2 separate regions of the Gossypium hirsutum genome follow, and region 2 is linked to region 1. The links are chromatin contacts, called in public Hi-C maps. All regions are on one chromosome and are shown on one strand. The core of a region is the stretch at or near the end of the contact, and the rest is flanking DNA. Distances in the headings are between cores, read along the strand shown. Region 1 has its middle 33 kb from the start of LOC107891857. Region 2 holds the start of LOC107891855.

Region 1 (7,526 bases), core at 2,183-4,682:
CATCCAGGTTTTTAGCTTGCAAATTTGAGTCAACACCATTCTCTCATCATACTTTAAAACATGTAATAACACTTCTATACTAATTTTCCAATTTTTACAAAACAATCCTTATACTTTAAATTCCATAGTTTTTACAAATCAATCCATGAAATTCAACTTTTACATTTTTTTACATTTAGTACTATTTATTCCCTAAAATATAAACTTTCCTATTTTTAGAATTTAGTACTTTTTTTTCTATTTTAGTTAAATTAAATACTTTACTCCTTCACTTTACACCTTTCCCACATAATTCAATTCATATCCATACCATAAGTACTTCAATACATATTTAACTAAGATTATCTAGAATTTATCATAACTTAATATCTATTTCTTGAACTCAATCATTTTCTTAATTAGACATACTTTAACAATACCAAGGAACACTTTTACAAAATATAACATTTTCATACCATCTTTATTGTTTTCCCCACTTTTCCAATTGTTAAAATCAATAATATTGTATTTCTTCTTCATTTTTTTTGTTTTATCTTTCATATTCATTTTACAGTTTATGTTCGGAGTTCGAAATTGTCCTCTCAACAATATAATTTTCAAAGTTTAAAGCCACATTCTCTTCTTAAAAGTCTAATATACTTTATCACTACACCAAAAACTTATTAATTTACTTTTATCATTTAAACTTACAAAATCTCCATTTTCAATCATCACTTTCTTATTCATAATTCATTCATTACCCTTTCAACATAACACTTTCATGCATGCATATAATACAACTAAATTCATGTAAATATACAAACCAATTTCATATAAATTCACTTAATCTACACACATATATATATATATATATCCTATTCAAACTTACGGAAAATAAATTATACAACTTACCTTAATTTTTCATAGCTATTAACTTACCTATATACATCCTCTCTTCACTTCTTCTTCAATCTCCAAGTTCCCATATTTCATTTCAAAAAATAAAAAATAAAAAATCATCCTTGAATTATTTTTAAATGCATAAGCTACTTTTATTTTCATGAAGTTTCTAGATTTTCATAATGAAACTTGGTCAGAAATTATGTCAAGTTCTCTCTTCCCTCTCTTTATTTCCCGTGCCAATACCCAGGATGTATTCATGGGCCGGATTGGGCTGGGTTCGAGCTAGACCTAATTAAAAATTTAGTCCCGTTTACTAGGCTCGACCCGAAAAATGAGCCTAAAATTTTGCCCAAACCCGACCCGACCTGTATTGTTTTTTTATATTGATTTTTATATAATTTTTAAATATATATAATACATCAAAAATACTAAAAACATCAAAATAAATATTTTCCAACAAATTGAAAATAGATTTTAAAAAATATGTATACTTATATAACACTAAGATAGATGCAACTTAACAAACAAATGCCTCTAAAATAATAACAAAATTAAGAAATGCTTCTAAAATAATAACAAAATTAACAATAAAACAAGTTTTATACAATATCCAAACAGTAACAACAAAATAGTAGCAACATAATAGTAGAATGATAGCAAAATAGGGAGAAAATAACAAGAAAATAGCATTAAAAAAAATAAAAAACAGATTTTTTTTCCTTTAGTGAATTCAAGCCGGGCCTAGACCAAAAATACCTTACCCGAGGCTCAACGGGCCTTTTTTTTATTCAAGCCTATTTTTCGGACTTATATTTTTGTCCAAACCTTCCCATATTTTGGGCGGGCCTTTGAACCGGGCTAGGTGACCCGACCAATGAACAGGCCTACCAAGTAAGGAAGAATTCCCACAATTTTTCTAAAATTTTCTTCATTTATTTGTCCATTTATTTAATTATTAAATCAATTAAAACTTTAATCTAATGGCACAAATTCATTCTACCAAAATATATTTTCTAATTAAATATTTAACATAATCATTAACGATAAAATACCAAATTGCTCTTTAAAATATTTTTACTCATATTTAAGCCATAAGGTTAAAATAACCATTAATTTCACTTTTTTTTTCGTTTGTTGACATAGTATATATGTGTCCCAATTTAATCATTATTTATGTAAATATTATTATAATAAGATAAATCCCAAAACTATACATGAACTATGATTTAATGTACAATCGTATACATGAATTTTAATTTTGTGTAATTTTATACATGAAATTTTGATTTGATCCAATTGTTGTAAATTATTAACATAATTATTAATATAACATTATTTTATGTTTTTATATTGCTTACATAAATAACTATATTTAGCCAATATAAAAATAAATTGATGTATTTATTTCTTTAAATGTGCATGGTTAAATCAAAATTAAAGTTTTAGGTATATATTTAAATCACAATTAGAGTTTCACATGTATAATTGCATTAAATTAAAGTTCATATATACAATTACACATTAAATCGAAGTTCATGTATAATTTTAAGATTTATCCCTATCATAATTGCATTTAATCCTTTTTCACTCAATGTATATAAGTCCCTCTACTCTCTTTCCAAGTACAATATAGTCTATATCTTGATTTTTCTTCTTTAAATATTAATATATTTTCAATGTTATTTTTAAATAAAATAATTAATTACTTCACCATTTCTCTTTCATGGTCAAATTACACTTTAGTCTATCATTTTTATTAAAATTCAATTTAGTCCCTACTAAAAATTTATTATTCATATTTCTTTATCAATATATATATTTTTGAAAAATCAACTGGACTTTATATTAAACTAAATCAGAAATTACAAATGAGGATTATCACCATAATGGCTTAAAACCCAAAAAAGAAACGGCAAATAAAACTTAAAAGAAACAATAGAATTAGGCCCAATCCCATATAGAAATGACCCATAAACTAAAAAAAAATTCAAATAAATAATAAAAAAGGAAACCTAATTTCTGTCCAGTCAATTACTACAGCTGGACGCCATCCCTTGTCTTTTCATTTCACCTTTCCAGTTTTAATGATAGCAATTCCCCAAAAAAACTTTACTCTTCTGCTATCAATTTCTTTGAAGACCTTCTTTCATCTGAACTCTGCTGCTCTCAATCTAGCTTTCTTGGTCTCCGATTCTCCCTCTCGCGATGAGCATGGCCTGGATCCTCCCCTGCAGGTAATGTCCCACTCCCTTCTTCAGTACATCTTTGGCAAGGAAATGTGCATATTCATTTTCTGATTTAGGAATAAAATGAAAATTGATATCCTGAAAATAAACTTTTTTGCTTTGAATGCCTCTAATGAGCGCTCCTATAATCGATTTGTCCGGATCTTTAGATTGACATTTCTTTATCACTGTTCTTGAGTCCCCTATTATTTGTAGACTGTTAAAACCCATTGTAATACCTAATTGAATCTCTTGTAACCCTGCATCTGCCTCCACCACGAACGGGGATGATATATCGGAGTGGATCACCGTCTTTGATACCAAGATCCCTCCCCCCTTATCTCGTACAGCCAGACCAGAAGCAGATCTGAAAGATCTCTTGTCAAAGGCCGCATCAAAAAAGACAGTCACCCTTGTGCTTCTTGCAGTTTGTTTGTGACCTTTGTTAACATTTAAGGGGAGTTTTTTTTGTTCCACTCCATTCAACTCCGATATATAATTGATAACTTGTTTCGAAATATCTCTGCCTGTAGAACTCTTCCTTTCATAAATTAGTTGATTTCTATGTTTCTAGATTGACCATAATCCACAACAAAAGAGATGACATTATTCTATATTTCCTCGACTGAATGCTCAGGTAAGCCACTCCCATATACTGTAAAGATCATTATTAAAACCCAAGAGATATTTAAGTTCAACCATACTTCTGTTGTTGTAGGACAGTACCGGAAGATTTGGTTACTGTCTTCTTCGGAGTTGTGACATCTGGGACAAAGAGCTGCTATTACCATTTTTTATTCTTGAGATTAGTTAAAGTAGTAATATAATTCCAAGAAATTCTCCAAATTGTTAATTTAATTTTTGAAGGGAGATGTATATTCCATAATTTCCTACAGAAATCTCTAGTCTCCGCCTATAAAAAATTATCACTAGGACCCAAATTAGCCTCCTGTAGTTTATTGTTAATTTAATTTTTGAAGGGAGATGTATATTCCATAATTTCCTACAGAAATCTCTAGTCTTGGCCTGTAAAAAATTATCACTAGGACCCGAATTAGCCTCCTGTAGTAGTTTATAAGCACTCCTGACTAAGAATTCTCTTGACGGTTCCCTTCTCGACACTTGGAAGTCTTCATGAACTGTCTCTGCCAAAGGGATCTATAGAATCTTCTTTGCAATGTCCACATTAAAGGTATTAACAATTAAATCTGTATTCCAAGTTCTATTAGTGCCAACAATCAGATTTGATACTTTCTTGATATTTTCATTGCTGGCCTTATTTTGCAATCTGTCTTTTTCAGCTCCCGATGTCTATAAATTGCCCTAAATAGAGATACGATCTCTTGTGCCTACCCTCCAACATAATCCTTTCTCCAAAACTCCTTTTACTGCCCAACACTCTTCCAGGTAAGCGAAGGTAAATTTCCTAATTGAGCATTGATAAAATCTGAATTTGGATAATACTTTGCTTTTAAAATACGGCTTAGTAAAGTATTGGGAAAATTAATAAGATGCCACCCTTGTTTGGCTAATAACGCAATATTAAATTTATCGAGATTTCGAAATCCTAATCCACCATCTTCTTTCAAAGAGTATAAGTCTTTCCAAGTACACTAATTTATACATTTTTTATCTCGACTTTTCTGCCTCCAGAATTTTGCAATTATGCTTTCTGTTTCAGCACATAGAGATTTAAGGAGTAAGAAACATGTCATGGTATAGGTTGGAATAACTTGAAGAATAGCTTTTATAAATACCTCTTTTCCACCTTGGGAGAGATGTCTTACACTCCAGCTATCAATCTATTGTTTAATTATATCCTTCAAAATTGGAAATGACATTATCTTTCTTCTTCCTACTATATTAGGAAGACCAAGGTACCTTTTCGGATTATTCGAACTTAGTACTCTAAGGGCCTTGGAAATTGTTGTTTTGTCCCCTTCTTGCGTATTAATACTAAAAAATATTGTAGATTTGTCATAGTTTACACATTGATCAGAACAATTATCATAGTCAAGCAAAATCTGCTTTAGTGAATGAGCACCTATATCTGTAGCCTCCCCAAACAATATACAATCATTTGCGAATAATAGATGTGAAACTTGTGGACCATTTCTACTTGCCTTAACCCCTTTAAGTGTGTTTCCCCTCATAGCCAGTCGCATAAGATTAGAAAAACCTTCCCCACAAATTAAGAAAAGGGACAGACTCAAAGGGTCACCCTGTTTTAATCCCCTTGTAGGACGAAAATAATCACCTATGTCCATTAAAAACCACCGAATAAGAAACTGTAGATACACACTTCATCAAAGAATCAACCTAACCTGGATCAAAACTCATTCGTTTCATAATTTATTCAACAAAATGTTATTCAACTCTATCATACGCTTTACTCATATCCAATTTTACTGCAATAAATCCTTTTTTTCCCATCTTCTTCTGTTTCAAGGTATGAAAGATTTCATAGGCCAACAACACATTATCCTAGATTAACCTCCTCGATACAAACGCATTCTGTGCTAGATCTATACATTTATCAATGACTATCGAAAGATGATTTGCTATGACCTTACCGATTTAACTTATAGAGCACATCGCATAAGCTAATTGGTCGAAAATGAGTAATAGTTGAAGGGTTTGGAATTTTTAAAATAAATACTATATTATTTTTGTTAATTTGTATCGCTCCAAAATTTAAAGTTTTGATTTCGTGTATGTATGACACACAATTGAGTATCTGCTTCAGTGGCTAAATGTTCTATGTGTGTGTGAGAGGTCTCAAGTTTAAGCATTACTTGGGCAAATTTTGGTATTTTTATAAATAAAGCCTTAACCTTATGCAAAGGGCTTAAGTTTAATTGTTGTTAAGTTTATATCAGAATGGGCTTACTGGTTTAGTTGTTAAGCAGAGTGTTGGAGTGTTGGAGGTCTTGTGTTCAATTCTCTATGATGGCATAGAGATAATATTTTTACTCAAATTTCGGCTAAGAGTTGTGTTGGGGCAAAATTTTGAGTAGTTGTGTTTTAGTGGTTTAATAGGTAGTGATTTTAGGAGATAATTGGGGAGAGGTTCTCAAAAAATAATAAGATTATCTTTTTGTTACAAAAAAATAATAATAATAGAGTTTCGGTTTTCTCTCCAATTCCCCAAACTTTTTTAGATGTTTTCTTCTTTTTTCTCTCCTCTGCTGATTCTTTCCCCTAGTAGTTGAAATTTCCATTTTTTCTCTTTCGTTTTTTTTCCAATTGATTCGGTTGTTCATCGTTGGTTGCGCGTGTTCAGTAAGTAACGATTGTCCATTGTTAATCGTTCTTGGTTAATCTTTAAAAGGGTAATTCCTTTTTGATGTTTAGGAGTTAATCACGGGGGGTTGCTTTTGAATTGACGTTGTGATTGTGTGAAGTCGTGGTTACTCAAGTGAGGTAAAGGTTTTTTTAGGTTTTTAGTTGAGTTCCTTCTAAAATTGGTGGATTAAAAATGAATTAAGTGATTTACTTTAGAGATATGTTGGTCGATTTTTAGGTTCTAAAGGCTTAGGAGTGCTTACACATCTAAAACGATATTAAGTGTGTACCTGAAACGCAGAAAATAGGATTCGACAAAAATTTGAAATTGCTTGCTTTCGAGAAATAAGAGAAATAAGAGAAAATGATGCGAAAAAATTGTAGAGAAAGGAAACAAGGGTGATGAACTTGGAAATCAACATTTTGCACTAAAATTATTTTGGACAGCAGCAGTAGTCAACTTTGAAAAATCATCAAAAATAATAAAAATTAAGTTAAAGGTTGAATAAAATATGAAATTAAATTTTATTGAGTTTAATTTTTCATGGAAGAAACAGTGTAAGCAATGAAATTGTAAATTATGAGATATAATAAATTTTGTGAGACAATGTTAGAATGATTTAGGGTTTCCTTATTCTAACTTTGGAAAATCATTAAAACTTGTAAAAATATTAATTAGGATCATAAATTTATATGTTTAAATTCTTAATAAGTCTATTTTCAAGAGAAACAAACAGAAATATCATACAAATTTCGTACTAAGAGATAAATAATTTTTAGTAAGGAAAGGTTGGAGCTGTCAAACAGTAGAATAGGGATAAATTTGAAGATTTTTTCTATACTTATTTGATAAATTATAAATTCTAAAAATTTTATGGTAGAAAGGTTTGAGTCTAGTTTCAAACAAATCAAGTGGATCTTAATTTGAAATTCTATAGCTTAAGATATAAATAATTTAGTGACAATGACTTAAGTAAACAGCTTTGAATGAACATATAAGTAAATAGTGAAAACATGTATGAATTTTTAGCTAGCACCAGTTACATAAAAATGGATCACACGGCTAAGGCCAATTTGGGTCCAGGGGGCCACACGAGCGTGTGGGCCCACACGGGCAGATCAAATGGGCGTGTG
Region 2 (7,526 bases), core at 2,215-4,714, 130 kb before region 1:
TCTTTACGAATAAGATCATAAGATATTATCTACTCCAAAGAATGATTAATTAGTATAAACCATTGATAATTTTGTTCCAGAAATAAACATTTAGCAACATTTTAGACTATCTATCTTCCACTTATCTATTTGCGAATAACAACAAGAAGTTTCATTCACTTCTAGGAATGAATAAACAATATAATTCGTTAACAAATCCAATAAAGTCATCATTGTCTGCCAATTTACTTCAAAACCATTGTGATAAATCAAATGTATCTATACATTGTTCCCTTCTCTTTTTAATCAAACCTTGGCAAAATATTCAACCAATATGCATGTGTCAAGTGAACTTTGAGTATCACATAAATATTTTCATTCTCTTTGAAGGACTATTTGGAAAACTTTAATTGTTCTCACTTTTTTTATTTATTTAATAATAATCATTAGAAAAGAATTATTATAATCACTATAGTAGTGATTATTATACCTATACTAGCCCATCAAAAAACATGCTCACAATCACAACTATACATTTGTCTTTTTTAAGATTGATTATGTAATGCTATATTCACCTTAGGGAATAAAGTAGATTGAATGAATTTTTTTTATTATCATAATTTTCTTTCAAAAATTAATCCATAATTTTAAAGAATCTTTTACATGTTTTCTTGCAAAAATTCATGATTAATATCATTATATAGTTCTCAAGCATGTATAGATTTGAACTCCAAACCAATCATTGCATATAATACACATTTACAATAGATAAGAAGAGATAAGAACAATCATATAATTTTATCAAAATTAAAACTAAACCAATAAATTCTATAAAGAAAATAAAAAAATATATATCTCCACATAGAAAGCGAAACAATTAAACTTGAGGAGGGATTTATAAATTCATAGAGGTGCAAATAGATAATTATATAAATTGAACTTAGATAATTATAGAAATTAAAGAAATTGAATCAAATTTTTTTAAAAAATTATTAGACTTAGGTTATTGTGAATGAGAAGTAGAGATTATGAGCATTCTTTGCAATGAAGAGAAAGTGATAATCCCCAAGCAAATCTCGAGCAACCACTCATGATTTTTTAACCAAATAGTTAAATTTCAATACTTGGAGCCCAACAAAATTTTGACGTAAACTAAGGACCTATCAGTCTTGAATAAAATTGTGCTAATAACATGATATAAAATAATAATAATAATAATAATGTAAAGAACACAAGAATAATAGATGAGAATAAGGGGATTTCTATTGCATTTCTCTTTTATTTCATCCATGTTACAAGTAGTATGCTCCTTTATATATATATATAAGGAGATTAGACTCCTTATTTTCTAATATAAAAATAGAAAAATGGTTACAAGGAGATGAAAGGTAAAGAGTTAATGAAGATGAAAGGTGAAAAATTGAATATCCACTTAATAGTATTCATAACATTGAAATATTTTTAATATTATTTAAAAAATTATCTATAAAATATCAATTTTTAATATGATATTTGAAAATTAATATTTATTATATTTGAATTATTAAATAATTAAATAAATTTTAATTATAGTTAATAATTTGAATAAGAAATTAAAAATAATTAAAATTATATTATTTAAAAATTAATTAAAAAATTTTAAGCACATAAAACCACTACATGTAACGTTAGAAAATAGTATAATAAAAAATAACTCTAATAAGTACTTGATAGAAGTATTCACAAACTAAGCTATTTTAAAAAAAAATCTAGGTTAGCACTCAACCTAACCTGCCTAACTATTCTATTTCCCTATTTTTTTAAAAAAATATCATAATTAAATTTAAATTCGAATCTCGTTAGAATAAAAAATTCTTTGCTGAAACAAAGCCCCGGCCGAGCTGACCAGGCTTAACAGGTCTAGTGCCCATAGCCCAGACCCTACAAATTTAGGGTTTATCTTGGGATCTTCATTAATCCCACTCATGGACCCACTTGGGCACGCTCAATAATAAATCTCCTCTTGCTGGATCCAGCCAATTTGTTAATCAAACAAACGCACCGTTTCAATATATTTTATTTATTTTTAATTAGATACATTTTTGGGGTTCAATAGCAGAGTAATTTCAGTTGCTCTAATGGATTGCCTAACGTGCGCGCCTTCCCCATTTTCTTATCTATTTCGCTTCGACGCGTATTTTTATTAAACTGACAAAAATACCCTCTTTCAGCTTTTTAAGAAAATCTGATCCTATTTATTTGATTCGTATTTAAAATATTACGTGTATGTATGTATTTGTATATTAATAATTTATATTTATATTATTATTTAAACTCTTAATTGAATAAAAAAAATAATTATTGATTGACGGACATGACTCACTTGGATTACATATTTATAAAGGTCCACTCAAATAAATTGCTATAGGATTATTGTAAAAGGGTGTATATTTATAAAGGTCCACTCAAATAAATTTCTATAGGTTTATTGTAAAAGGGTGTTGGTGAACTCTGTAAAGGTTAAAGCTCACTACAGCTAATTGTATTTAGCTTCTTCTTACTAAAAAAATTATTGATTGACTTTATGTTATGAACCAATTGAGCGCAAACTCAATTGAAAAATAATTATTTTTTACAAAATAATATATTATGAGCGTGTCTTATTTTTCTAACATATTTTTATATAAAATCATATGCATGTTGAGATTTTTTTGATATTTTTGATGTATGTGTTTTACTGTTTATATATATATATATTTTTGAAAGTACAATATATTTTATTATTTTAATTAAAATTTTAAATATTCAATACATATATTTTTAAGCATTCAATTTTACTATTTTAATCAAAAATTTTTTATTTGATTTCTACATAAACTTTTAATAAATATATTTTTATATATTTTTTTCATTTATGTGCCATAATCTATTAATATTTAATTATTTTAAGTGAAAAGCTTACAATGCTTGAGGTTTGTGTCAGTCAGTCTCAATATTTTTAAAACATGACTGTTATTAAATTATTTATTTTATTGTTACTTCAAAATACTACAAATTAGATTTGTGAAGCAATATAACTTCAATCTATGAGATGTTTACATCATTGTTATTTTACTTGCCAACTCGATACAAAGTCATGATTAATTCATCATGCCTACTTTATTTATAAGGACACATGATATAAAATTTGATATTAATATTATCGTTTAAAATTCTTATTAAGTTTATGTTATTCATTAATCGGATTATTGATGTAGTTGTGAATTTACTAAAAATCTAATATTTATATAAAAAAATATATATTATTTTAAAAATATTTTTATCCTTTTTATATTTTATATAAAATTTAGAATATACATAAGGAATTTATAACGTAATAATAATTTTTAGTCTTTCATTCTTTATCATTTCAAAAATATTTAAAATTTAACCAACATTCTATAAATTTATTATATAATTTATTTAAAAAAATGTATTTTTGGAAAGATAGTTAAGTATTAGCTTTGTTGTCCAGCTGTACTTTTTTTTTTGTCCTTCTTAGTCATTTCACAATCGTCTTTCTTTCCCTTCTTCCTCTGCAACTTTCCATAAAAAAGGTAAGAAAATGGTAATTTTGTTGAGATTATAAATAAAAATCTCATTAAAAAAATTGCGGAGGAGGAATCAGCGGCGGTTAATTGTAAATTTCACGATCGATATCATATGCTTTATTTGATAAGAGACCTGGTGGAAAGCTGAGACGATGGCAGCGGGGACAATGGCCACGGCGGCAGGGGCGGCGGTGATACTTTATTACGTCTGGTTAAAGAAATCGGCGGCTAAAGACGGCGTCGATGGCGGAGAAGAAGGCGAAGATTTATTAAAATCGAGCAGATCGTTGAAGAAGAGAATAGCAAGAAGACCGGCTCAAGCGCCCGCAACATGGCTCGAAGCCATCGCCACGATATCGGAGACTCTAAGATTCACTTACTCGGAAACTCTGGGCAAATGGCCGATCGGCGATTTGGCTTTTGGCATTAATTATCTTATGCGGAGACAGGTTCGTTTAATTCAACCTCTTGTTTAGTCAAATTAGTTCTTTGATGTAAATATTAGAAATTTTGTTCTAAACCCCCTTTTTTTATTTTTTAGGGAAATTTGCAAGTGGCTAGTGTATATGCGGGAAACAATTGTGTGGAATTAAAGGGGCAAGAGATTAAAGAAGAGTTAAACAAGCTTTTAAGATTGTTGACTCTCTGTATGTTTTTCTCGAAGAAGCCATTTCCAGTGTTTTTAGACTTTGCCGGTTATTCAGAGGAAGACGTTCTTCTTCATAAACCCAAAGCTGGGGTACGTTTCCCTGTTCAAAGCATTTCTTTATTTTTTTTAATTTTATGTATAAAGTACAGCTTATTGTTTGATGATTGAGCAAGCAATGTGGAGTATTAGGCGTCCAATAGCTTTCTTTCCTTTTCGAATACTATGAGGGTTCTTGCGATTTTGAGTAGGAAACTGAACGCATCTTTTAGTTTATGCGCTAGGTAATATGTCCAGCAAGGCTTATTTGGCAGGAACGAATTACATATTACCCAGTTTCATCAAATTTATGTAAAACAAGTTAAGAACCAAGGTTGCATCTTTCTTCGAAGTTTTGTAGGCCATGCGAAGTCTAAATCATTATTGAATAACTTTCTTACTAGTTTGAATATGAGGAGGGTTCTTGTTCTGTCAAATATTTTAGCTTAAGCACGAGGCAATATGTCTAACAAGGCTTAGTTGGCAGGGAAAGAATGAGTATGGGCATAAAAGTTAACCCATTTGCATAAAATTTATGTAAAGTAAGAAAATTAAGAACCAAGGTAGCATCTTTCATTACCCTTGGTGTAGGCTATGTGAAGTTTTGATCATTATTTGAATTACTTTCTTACTAGTTTGAATATTAGTAGTGCTTTTGTGATGTCAAATATTTTAGCTTAGGCCCAAGTTAAAATATCCAATAAAGCTTAGTTGTGGGGAAAAGAATGAGAGAGAGGTGTAAAAATTACCCATTTTCTTCAAGCTTTAAGAACCAAGGAGGTATCTTTCATTATAGTTGGTGAAGCCTAGCATATCTGCATGGCACTTGCATTCCTTAGGCTAGGTGGAAATGCATTAACTTTTGCCATAGTCAAGTTAACTTTAGAGTATGGTCACAAAAAAAAGTTAGCTTTAGAGATTTTTGACCAGCTGGGTTCTTTTGCCATTTCCATTTGGGGTTTAACAGGACTTCGAACTTTTCATTGACTTATTCATTTTAATGAAGTAAATTATGTTACTGAGGATAGTTTTGTAGTGTGTCTTCTTTCCATCTGTTTTTGGGTGTGTAATAAAGCGGTTCTAGTTCTTCTGTGAGGATATTGATTTACTTTTAGAATAAATTTTGCAGCTTATGAAGCCAGCTTTCACAATTATATGTGATAAGGACTCAAAGTGCTTCCTCCTATTGATTCGTGGCACTCATAGCATTAAAGATACACTAACAGCAGCGACTGGTGCGGTGGTGCCTTTCCACCATTCAGTTTTACATGATGGTGGAATTAGCAACCTTGTTTTAGGATATGCACACTGTGGAATGGTTGCTGCAGCTCGTTGGATTGCAAAGCTTGCTGCTCCTTGCTTGCTCAAGGCTCTCAGTGAATATCCTGACTATCAAGTTAAGGTAATTGTTAACTGTTTTGTTTTCTCACTAATACAGTGAACATACAAATATTTGTGTGCTTCCTTTGTTATGTATTACTAATCCCTATTTTCAAAGCTACTTAGATGTAGATTTTTCTGATGGATTCAACATAAACAACATTGTTTTACCTTGTTTTTCCTGTTATTATAATCCCTTCCAGTATGACCCGTATTTTTAACTAGATGATGTATATTTTGCTTAATGCTTAGTTACTTTCAGTATGATCTGTATATTTTGCTAGATGATGTATATCTTGCTGTTGAAGTTATATGCTTTTGTGATATAATTATTGGATAAAATTTGCTAGCTTAGATATACAAACTGGGTATCTAATGTTTCTTTTCAACATCAGATAGTTGGGCATTCACTTGGAGGTGGAACAGCGGCATTATTAACATACATTCTTCGGGAACAGAAAGAGTTTGCCTCTAGCACTTGTTTTACATTTGCCCCAGGTAAATGATTCAGCATACATTTGTTCATAATTAAGCTATTGCCAGTGTGCGTGTTATTATTAGCTCATTCTCTAAAGCATTTAGTCCGTTTAACACAAATAGCGTTATTTGACTCTGTGCTACTCAGGCTCGGGTGTATGTTGGGTACGGTTATGTGCCCACACTTTATGGCTTTTTTTTTTTAAAGAGATTTTTTTCTTTTTTTTTGATTTAGAAGGTCCTGGGAGGAGGATCATCTTCATTTCCAGATATGCATTGGACATGAGTATTTAAAAGAAAAAATGGAGGAGTCAAAGCAACATAAATTTGACTTTCTTTGGCCATATTTTGACACATCAATGATAATTATTTTGTTCTATAAGAGATAAATCAAATGGATGTACATGTGGAAGGTGTGGAAGGCTAAAATTTTTATATTAAAATTTTGCTTCAAGCTTTTAGGTTTACATCGAAAGGTTGTAATGACTTGTGCTTAATGAGGCTTCATTTATCCCTTACGAGAAATTAATTACGCTCTTTTCAAAATTGCAGCTGCTTGTATGACATGGGATTTAGCGGAGTCTGGCAAGCACTTCATTACAACTATCATCAATGGGTCCGATTTAGTGCCTACATTCTCAGCTGCTTCAGTTGATGACCTTCGCACTGAGGTGCTTTTCATTTTATCCTCGAGTGGATAACAAATTGAAACAGCTGTTCATAATGGTTATAACCTACTTGGTGAGGGTTCTTACCTAAAAGTTGTTTTCATCAGGTTACAGCATCTTCATGGTTAAACGATTTGAGGGATCAGGTTGAACGCACTCGGGTCCTTAATGTTGTTTACCGTTCTGCTACTGCTCTGGGTTCACGTCTTCCCTCTATAGCTAGTGCAAAAGCCAGGGTTGCTGGTGCTGGTGCACTTCTTCGACCGGTTACAAGCAGCACTAGGGTAAAACCATAATGAGTTTGTGAAACTTCAAATTTGTTGGTTTCCTGAGATGTACGATACAGTTTTCTGCCAAAAAATTGCACGTGATATACGAGTTTCCTTGACCATGTAGTTTGAGCTTTTGTGTAGATCATATTGTTTAACAAGTTAAAGAATCTGATGCCCGTTTTGCTTTAATTTTCATGGGGTATTTCAGTTTTGTGTCTGATTCATGGGTTATCTCCCTTTTTAACTTTAGGTTGTCATGAAGGGTGCACAGAATGTCGCTCAAGCTGTTGTCAGAAGCCATTCATCTCTATCTTCATGGTCATGCATGGGTCCCCGTCGTCGTAATGTAGGTCCGGCATTGAATGCTAAAGGGGATGATATGACTGAAGCTTCAGTAGTATCAGAAAGAAGTTCTGAAGCTTTTGTGACTGAGGTGGTTACAATAGATCCAGTACAAACAAGTGTGGAATGTAATTCCGGTGGTGGTTCTGGCTGT

Evidence for each region. Hi-C and Micro-C count contacts between places; a contact is called where the count stands out from the background.
Region 2: a contact with region 1 is called in a Hi-C map of leaf, with 2.3 times the contacts expected there. The contact joins the promoter of LOC107891855 here to the enhancer-like site in region 1. A contact is called at or near these places in 3 of 34 Hi-C or Micro-C datasets (hypocotyl, leaf and petal).

Annotation. Positions count from the first base shown.
Region 1 is chrA09:56,449,772-56,457,297 of Gossypium_hirsutum_v2.1, reverse strand. No RefSeq gene overlaps it. Among protein-coding and RNA genes, the nearest start is that of LOC107891857, 33 kb to the left of the region's middle. Within about 2 kb of position 3,432, at least 7 of the 9 cell types and tissues checked have an H3K27ac peak or open chromatin away from gene starts, as enhancers often do. A contact at or near this core is called in leaf, where this site is marked.
Region 2 is chrA09:56,579,691-56,587,216 of Gossypium_hirsutum_v2.1, reverse strand. It overlaps LOC107891855, which reads left to right and starts at 3,464. Exons shown (of 7, transcript XM_016816777.2): 1 at 3,464-3,997; 2 at 4,090-4,287; 3 at 5,363-5,635; 4 at 6,009-6,111; 5 at 6,643-6,761; 6 at 6,866-7,042; 7 at 7,281-7,526. The coding sequence starts at 3,701.